Regions from separate parts of the Sus scrofa genome. Here region 1 is linked to region 2. The links are chromatin contacts, called in public HiChIP or PLAC-seq maps. All regions are on one chromosome and are shown on one strand. Each heading gives the region's core, a stretch centred on a gene start, on an enhancer-like site or on the middle of the called end of the contact. The rest is flanking DNA. Distances are from core to core; before and after follow the strand shown.

Evidence for each region. HiChIP or PLAC-seq counts read pairs in DNA pulled down with a chosen protein or histone mark.
Region 1: a contact with region 2 is called in an H3K27ac HiChIP or PLAC-seq map of alveolar macrophages. The contact joins two enhancer-like sites.

What each region holds. Positions count from the first base shown.
Region 1 is chr7:67,948,221-67,951,547 of Sscrofa11.1, reverse strand. The region is part of intron 4 of NUBPL (iron-sulfur protein NUBPL); the gene reads left to right. Among named protein-coding and RNA genes, the nearest start is that of NUBPL, 79 kb to the left of the region's middle. Within about 2 kb of position 1,812, at least 6 of the 83 cell types and tissues checked have an H3K27ac peak or open chromatin away from gene starts, as enhancers often do. A contact at or near this core is called in alveolar macrophages, where this site is marked.
Region 2 is chr7:67,429,369-67,432,581 of Sscrofa11.1, reverse strand. All of the region lies in intron 1 of AKAP6 (A-kinase anchor protein 6), which reads left to right. Among named protein-coding and RNA genes, the nearest start is that of AKAP6, 31 kb to the left of the region's middle. Within about 2 kb of position 1,886, at least 33 of the 83 cell types and tissues checked have an H3K27ac peak or open chromatin away from gene starts, as enhancers often do. A contact at or near this core is called in alveolar macrophages, where this site is marked.

The DNA.
Region 1 (3,327 bases), core at 563-3,062, 520 kb before region 2:
GGAAGAGTTATAGCTTTTTCTTTGTGTAGGGATCCAGTGAATAGTGTTCAGCGATGTATTTCTTATATAAACCTGTATATTTTATGCACAGCTTATTTTTATTTTTATATAAATGCTTGCTACATTTGCAACTCTCGGTAAGCCTTAGATTAATTCAACATAAGACATTAAAAGGTCTCTAAAGAGTTGTTGGCTCTGGGGAGTAAGAAATGGGAGTGGGTAGGGGGATTATTGATGTTTAGTAATAATTTTATAGTATGGCCTGACTTTTTAATGAGCATGAGTATGGTATTGAAGAAAATAGAAAGGAGGAAACAGTGCAGAGCACAATAGAGCAAAGTTATTACTCTGAAAATTTAACTTGGATGCTTTGGAAAGGATTGACAAAGTTATGTGGAAAAGAATATTGTTACCAAATTAGCTCTGGAGGAGATTGAGTTTGTTAGTTCAATCAGAAATTAAAGAGGGGTAATTCCCGTTGTGGCTCAGTGGTAGAGAACCTGGCTAGTATTCATGAGGACTCAGGTTCAATCCCTGGCCCCACTTAGTGGGTTAAGGCTCCAACATTGCCGAAAGGTGTGGCATAGGTTACAGGTGCAGCTGGATTCTGCGTTGCTGTGGCTCTGGCATAGGCCGGCAACTACAGTTCTCATTTGATCCCTAGTTTGGCAACGTCCATATGCGACAGGTGTGGCCCTTAAAAGACCAGAAAAAGAAAAAAGAGGGAAACCATAAAAAAAAGTGTAGATTTTTTTTTGCTATAAATTAGCTGTGTAATCTTCATAGTTTATTTAATCTTCCCAACTCCCATTTTATTAATATAAAAGGTAAGAATAAGGACAAAAATTCTTGTGCATTAGAAATTTGACTAAAAATAGGAATAAATAATAGGAATAAATGTTCCTAAACATTTTATTTTACCTCGGAACATAAAAATGTATACTTATTCACTGATCTTTTAAGGAAAAGTTATAGCTTCTTCTTTGTGTAGGGATCCAGTGAATAGCATTCAGCGATGTATTTCTTTTATAAACCCATATATTTTATGCACAGCTTATTTTTATTTTTATTTATTTATTTTTTTGTTTTAGGGCTGCATCCACAGCACATGGAGATTTCCAGGCTAGGGGTCTAATTGGAACCACAGCTGCTGGCCTACACCACAGCCACAGCAATGCCAGATCCAGTCCGTGTCTGCGACCTACACCACGACTCATAGCAACGCCAGATCCTTGACCAACTGAGCGAGGCCAGGGATTGAACCTGCAACCTCATGGTTCTTAGTCGGTTTCGTTTCCACTGCACCACAACAGGAACTCCAACAGCTTTCAATTTCAATCTCTTTAAAGAAAAGAAAGAACCTAAAGAACATATGATAAAATCTGAATAAGTAATCCTATTAGATTTTTATGACTTTGTCTTAAACTTTAGCACAATACTGGTCTAATTGCATAGGATAAGAGGTCTTCTAGTGTACTTTGTTACAGTGAAGAAGTAGGATAGGGTAAAGAATGACTAGGGAATGTGGCTGCACAGACAGTTTGATAAAATAAATTTATTTTATAGTAACCTCTTGTAATATGAAGTGTATTTGTTTTGTATTGAGCATAAGCAGTACATTGTTTTTCTCTCGCGATTAATGTAATTTCTTAGATCACAAAGTAGAGGTTTTTTTTTTTTTTCTTTTTTTTTGTGGTAAAGCATAACATAAAATTTACCCTCTTAACCATTTTTAAAGTGTACAGTTCAATGGTGTTAAATACATTCATAATATTGTGCAACTATTACCACCATCTGTCTGCATAGTTTATTTCATCTTGTAAAACTGAAACTCTCGGGAGTTCCTATTTTGGCGCAGTGGAAACGAATCTGAGTAAGTATCCATGAGGATCGGGGGTTCAATCCTTGGCCTTGATCAGTAGATGGGCAATCTGGCGTTGCCGTGAGCTGTGGTGTAGGTCACAGATGTGGCTCAGATCCCGTGTTGCTGTCACTGTGGTGTAGGCCAGAGGCTACAGCTCTGATTTGACCCCTAACCTGGGATCTTCCATATGCCATGGGTGTGGCCCTAAAAAAAGGAAGAACAAAACAAAACAAAACTGAAACTCTCTACCCATTAAACACCATTGCACTTTCCCCTGCCTCTGGTAGCCACCATTCTACTTCCTGTCTCCATGATTTTGACTACTTTGAATGTCTCACTTAAGGGAAATCATACAGTATTTCTCTTTTTGTGGCTGATTTACTTTACTTAGCATAATGATCTCATAGTTCCTCCATCTTTTAGCATATGTCAGAATTTTCCATTTTATGGCTGAATATTTCATCCCATATCTATACCACATTTAGCTTATCCATTCATTTGTTAATGGACACTTGGGTTGCCTCCACATTTTAGCTATTGTGAATAATGCTGCTATGAACATGAGTGTACAGATACTCTTCAAGACACTGAGACCCTACTTTCACTCCTTTTTGGGTATGTACCAGAAAGTGGACTTGCTGGATCATATGGTAATTCTGTTTTTAATTTTTTGAGTAACATGTATTATTTTCCATAGCATTTCCATTTTACATTCTAATGAACAGTGCACAAGAGCTCCCATTTGTCTATATTCTCACCAACTCTTACAGTTTTCTCTTTTTGTTTGTTTGTTTTGATGGCAGCCATCCTAATAGAGTAAGGTCATCTCTCATTGTAATTTTGATTCACATTTCCCTGATGATCAGTGATGTTGAATATTTTTTTATGTGCTTATTGGCCACTAGATTCTTTCTTTGGAGAAATGTCTATTCACTTCCTTTGTCCGTTTTTCAGCATTGTTGTTGAGTTTTAAGAGTTCTCTACGTATTCTGGGTTTTAATCTCTATGAGAAAAATGATTTACAAATATTTTTCCCAGCCTGTGGGTTGCCTTTTTACTCTGTTGATACTGTCTCTTGATGCATGACATTCAGAAATTTTCATTGAACTCCAGTTTGTCTATTGTTTGTTTTTTTTCTTTATTTCTCTCCCTCCCTCCATCCCTCTTTCTTTCTCTCTCCCTCCATCCCTTCCTTCCTTCCTTTTCTCTTTCTTTCTTTCTCTAATTGTTTTTTTCTTTTACTATCTTTCTTCCTCTTTTTTCCTCCCTCCCTGGGCCAGGGGTCAAATTGGAGCTGCAGCTGACAGCCTGTGCCATAGTCATGGCAACACTGGATCCAAGCCACATCTGCATCCTGTGTTGCAGCTTGAAGCAATGCAGAATCCTTAACCCATTGAGCAAGGCCAGGGATCCACCCCACATCCTCACAGAGACAACATTGAGTCCTTAACCCACTGAGCCCC
Region 2 (3,213 bases), core at 637-3,136:
CTTCATTTGCACTGTTTGGATTAGGAAATCACAGAAATGACAATGAAACAAATTTAAAATGTACCTAATAATGTCAACTTAAAACTTGCTTTCTGCCACTACTTTTCAAATCAGTTTTCATTTTGCATATGAAGTTTTTTGGAGAGCAACACATACAAGGCTCTGTTTTCTTTTTCTTTTCTTTTCTTTTTTTGACCACACCCATATCATATGGAAATTCCCAGGCCTGAGATCGAATCCAGGCCACAGCTGTGACCTGCGCCTATAGCTGCAACAATGCTGGATCCTTAACCTACAATGCCACAGTGGGAACTCCATGATTTTCATTTTAGAGAATAAAACTTCAGGGTAGAACTGGAAATACCCACTGTTTATCAGGACCTTAAGTCATGGATACACTGGAGTTACATACCTAGGTTGTCTCTTTGCCTTATGACTGTGTTAACCTAAGTGATTTATAGTGAGGTGGAGCAGAATGCCTGTAGGGGATTCTTCAGGCATTTTTTTCAGAATGAGCCCTTTTCAAACTGTATTCCCACATCATACCCCCCAGCCTCCTCATTCTGACCTGCTCCCTGCAGTAGTCAGCCTTGGTAACTAACGGCAGTGGTTCTTTTGGGTATGTGAGGGCTGAAATTAGGTTAAGGGACACTAACTTAGAAGTTTTCTCAACACTCTGTTAAGTATGGTATATTTATCCTTGTCTTTAGAGCTTTATGTGGAAACGTCGAGCTAGTTATTGCAAAAATCCTGGGACTAGAAATTCCTTGCATTTCATCTGAAAGTTTGATGCACTTGTAGTTGGGATTGTGTCCTTTTTTAGGGATGGAACAAAAGGAAACTATTCTGTGTAGGACTTGCCCTAAAGTGGCACCTCTGTCTGGCTGAGTCCCTCTTGAACCACTTTGGAATTCAAGTTTCTAGCTTGGCTGGGTTGCTTTTGGAGCCAAAGAGCGCTCTAGGCATTAGCATTAGTGAGTGGTTGCTCATTAGCATTAGTGCGGAGTGCCCAAATCAGTGCAACAAAGGGTGTGAAACCCTAGCCAGAGCGGGTGGGGGCGGGGGAGGGGGAGCGGGATTGTTTCATCTTGGATTAATACCAGAGTTATTTCCCTTGGTGCAGATCCATTCTTCGCTGTGTGGGAATGTTTAATGTTCATACTGTTAGGTGAGAGTCTCATTCAGAGAACTTTAAAAAGATACACATTTTTTTCCCTCAATTTATCCTAAAATACCCACAAACCCAACCAAAAAAATTCTTTGTATGATGACTTGTTAAGAAATTTGAAAAGCTCTGCTGCATGAGAGAGCTTTTCCTGCAGTGCAGGTCCACCAGTTATTCAAGCAAAGAGTTAACTGAGGCCAGGGAGGCTTTTCTGGCAGCCTGCAAGCTTTGTGCAATAGCCAGGCTGGGGGCTGAGAGAGGCTGATATTCATTTGTTTGTGTATGAAGCTTTCATTCCCAAAGTCTAAGACATCACATACCAGGAAAGATGATTGTGAAAAGCAGGGAAAAACTCAAGTGTTTCCTGGCTGTTCTGGTTGCCTTTGATACATTTAATTCTGCCTGACAGTGTTTGCTGTGTGGTTGTCTAAACAGTACTTTCTTCTCCAGTGGTGAGTGAGAATTAGTTATTCACATCCAGTAGTCATCATAAATACTGTTGCGTGAACCTGTGTACCTAAATGAATCTTAGAGTAAAACCTTTAGTTTGGAGACCTTCCGCCCTCCCATTTTATTGTACCATGTGAACTGTATGGCTTGATGAGGTGTAATGGGCTTTGATTCTGAGAAACTATGTTGCGGGGTTGTGCAGAGAGGCCCAGCTAGAAACGTCTCCCAAGACCCAGAGAGCTCTGTCACTTCCTTTTCCTCCACTGCACCAAATTCCTTAGGTCTGGATATAGCAACAGCACCCCCTAGTGAGCAAGAAGGTTAGGATGGGCTTCTGGTTAACTCAATACGGTGAGGTCCTTTGGCTTTGCTGAGTGAGGTGTGGGAAGCAAGATGCTGGGCCTTAATTGGGCAGTACAGCTGAGTCTGAATACGCAAAAGCAGCATGCCATCTCAGTTTTGACAGCTGAGAAAGGAAGATAGAGGTGGCAGGAAGATAGGATTGTAGATGATTTTACAAAGATGTGAAAGCTCAGGAGAGCCACAGGAGGGAAACCAGAGGTCACTGGGGAAGGGAGATGTTCCTGTGAACAATTTGCTTTACTTTCAGAGAATTCAAAGCTTGGCCATGTGCATGGAGAGGGGGATGGATAGGGCCTGCAAATGGGCAAAAGCTTTTTTTAGAAAACTGAAATTCCAAACACGCCAGGAAGCAGATTAAAGGCTACTAAAATATAAACGACTGATAAGTCTTATCTGACAACAGAGTTTTGATTAAAGGAACTAGACTTAAGTGTAACAGGGAACAAAATTGGGTTAGAGATGGACTATAGAGGGAATGGAAGAGAGATACATCCTTCCTTCCTTTTGTTCATCTAGCAAGTGTTTATTGTTGAGCTGCTATTCAGTGACAGCTTCTGTTCTACGTACTGGGTGTGAAATAACACTAGGTATAAATAGAGTCCCTGCCCTCATGGAGCTTGTATTCTTTACAGTTGCCAAGAGGGACCATAGCTCAGTCCTCCATATTTTTAAAGTGTGGTTTGTTTACAGGAAGAATATGATTTGAGGACATGGAAAGTACCCACTGCTCAAAATTGTGTTTGCTCCAACTGGTCTTTCCTGAAATTTCCAAACCAACACCCCTGGTTCAACAAAGATCTGTTTTCTGAGAGGAGTAATAATGAAGTCAGATACTTTGGCCCCACACTTACTGTCTGGTGAAATGAACAACCTGATAAGACCTGGAGGAATGGGGATAACTCTGGCACCGGCAAGTTGTGACCTGAGGTAAAGCCAGGGTTTCCTCATCAGCGGAAGCAGCTATATTAGTTCCTCTGTCAGATCCTTTCTAGCTCTACCGTTCTGTTTTGCATGGCAAATAGCATTCAGGAAAGAACAGGGCACGGAGCATCCCCAGGAACCTGGATACTTGTTTGGGGAGGAGGGCAGAACCAGATTAGACTCTGAAAACAAAGGAGGAGAGCCTGGAGAAGGAGCATGATTTGGCAGTCAAGTCTGGGCTATTTAAAAAATGTTTCTAGAGCATATATTCCTGGGTCCAATTTCTAAAGAAGGCAGGGTGGTAGAACAGATAC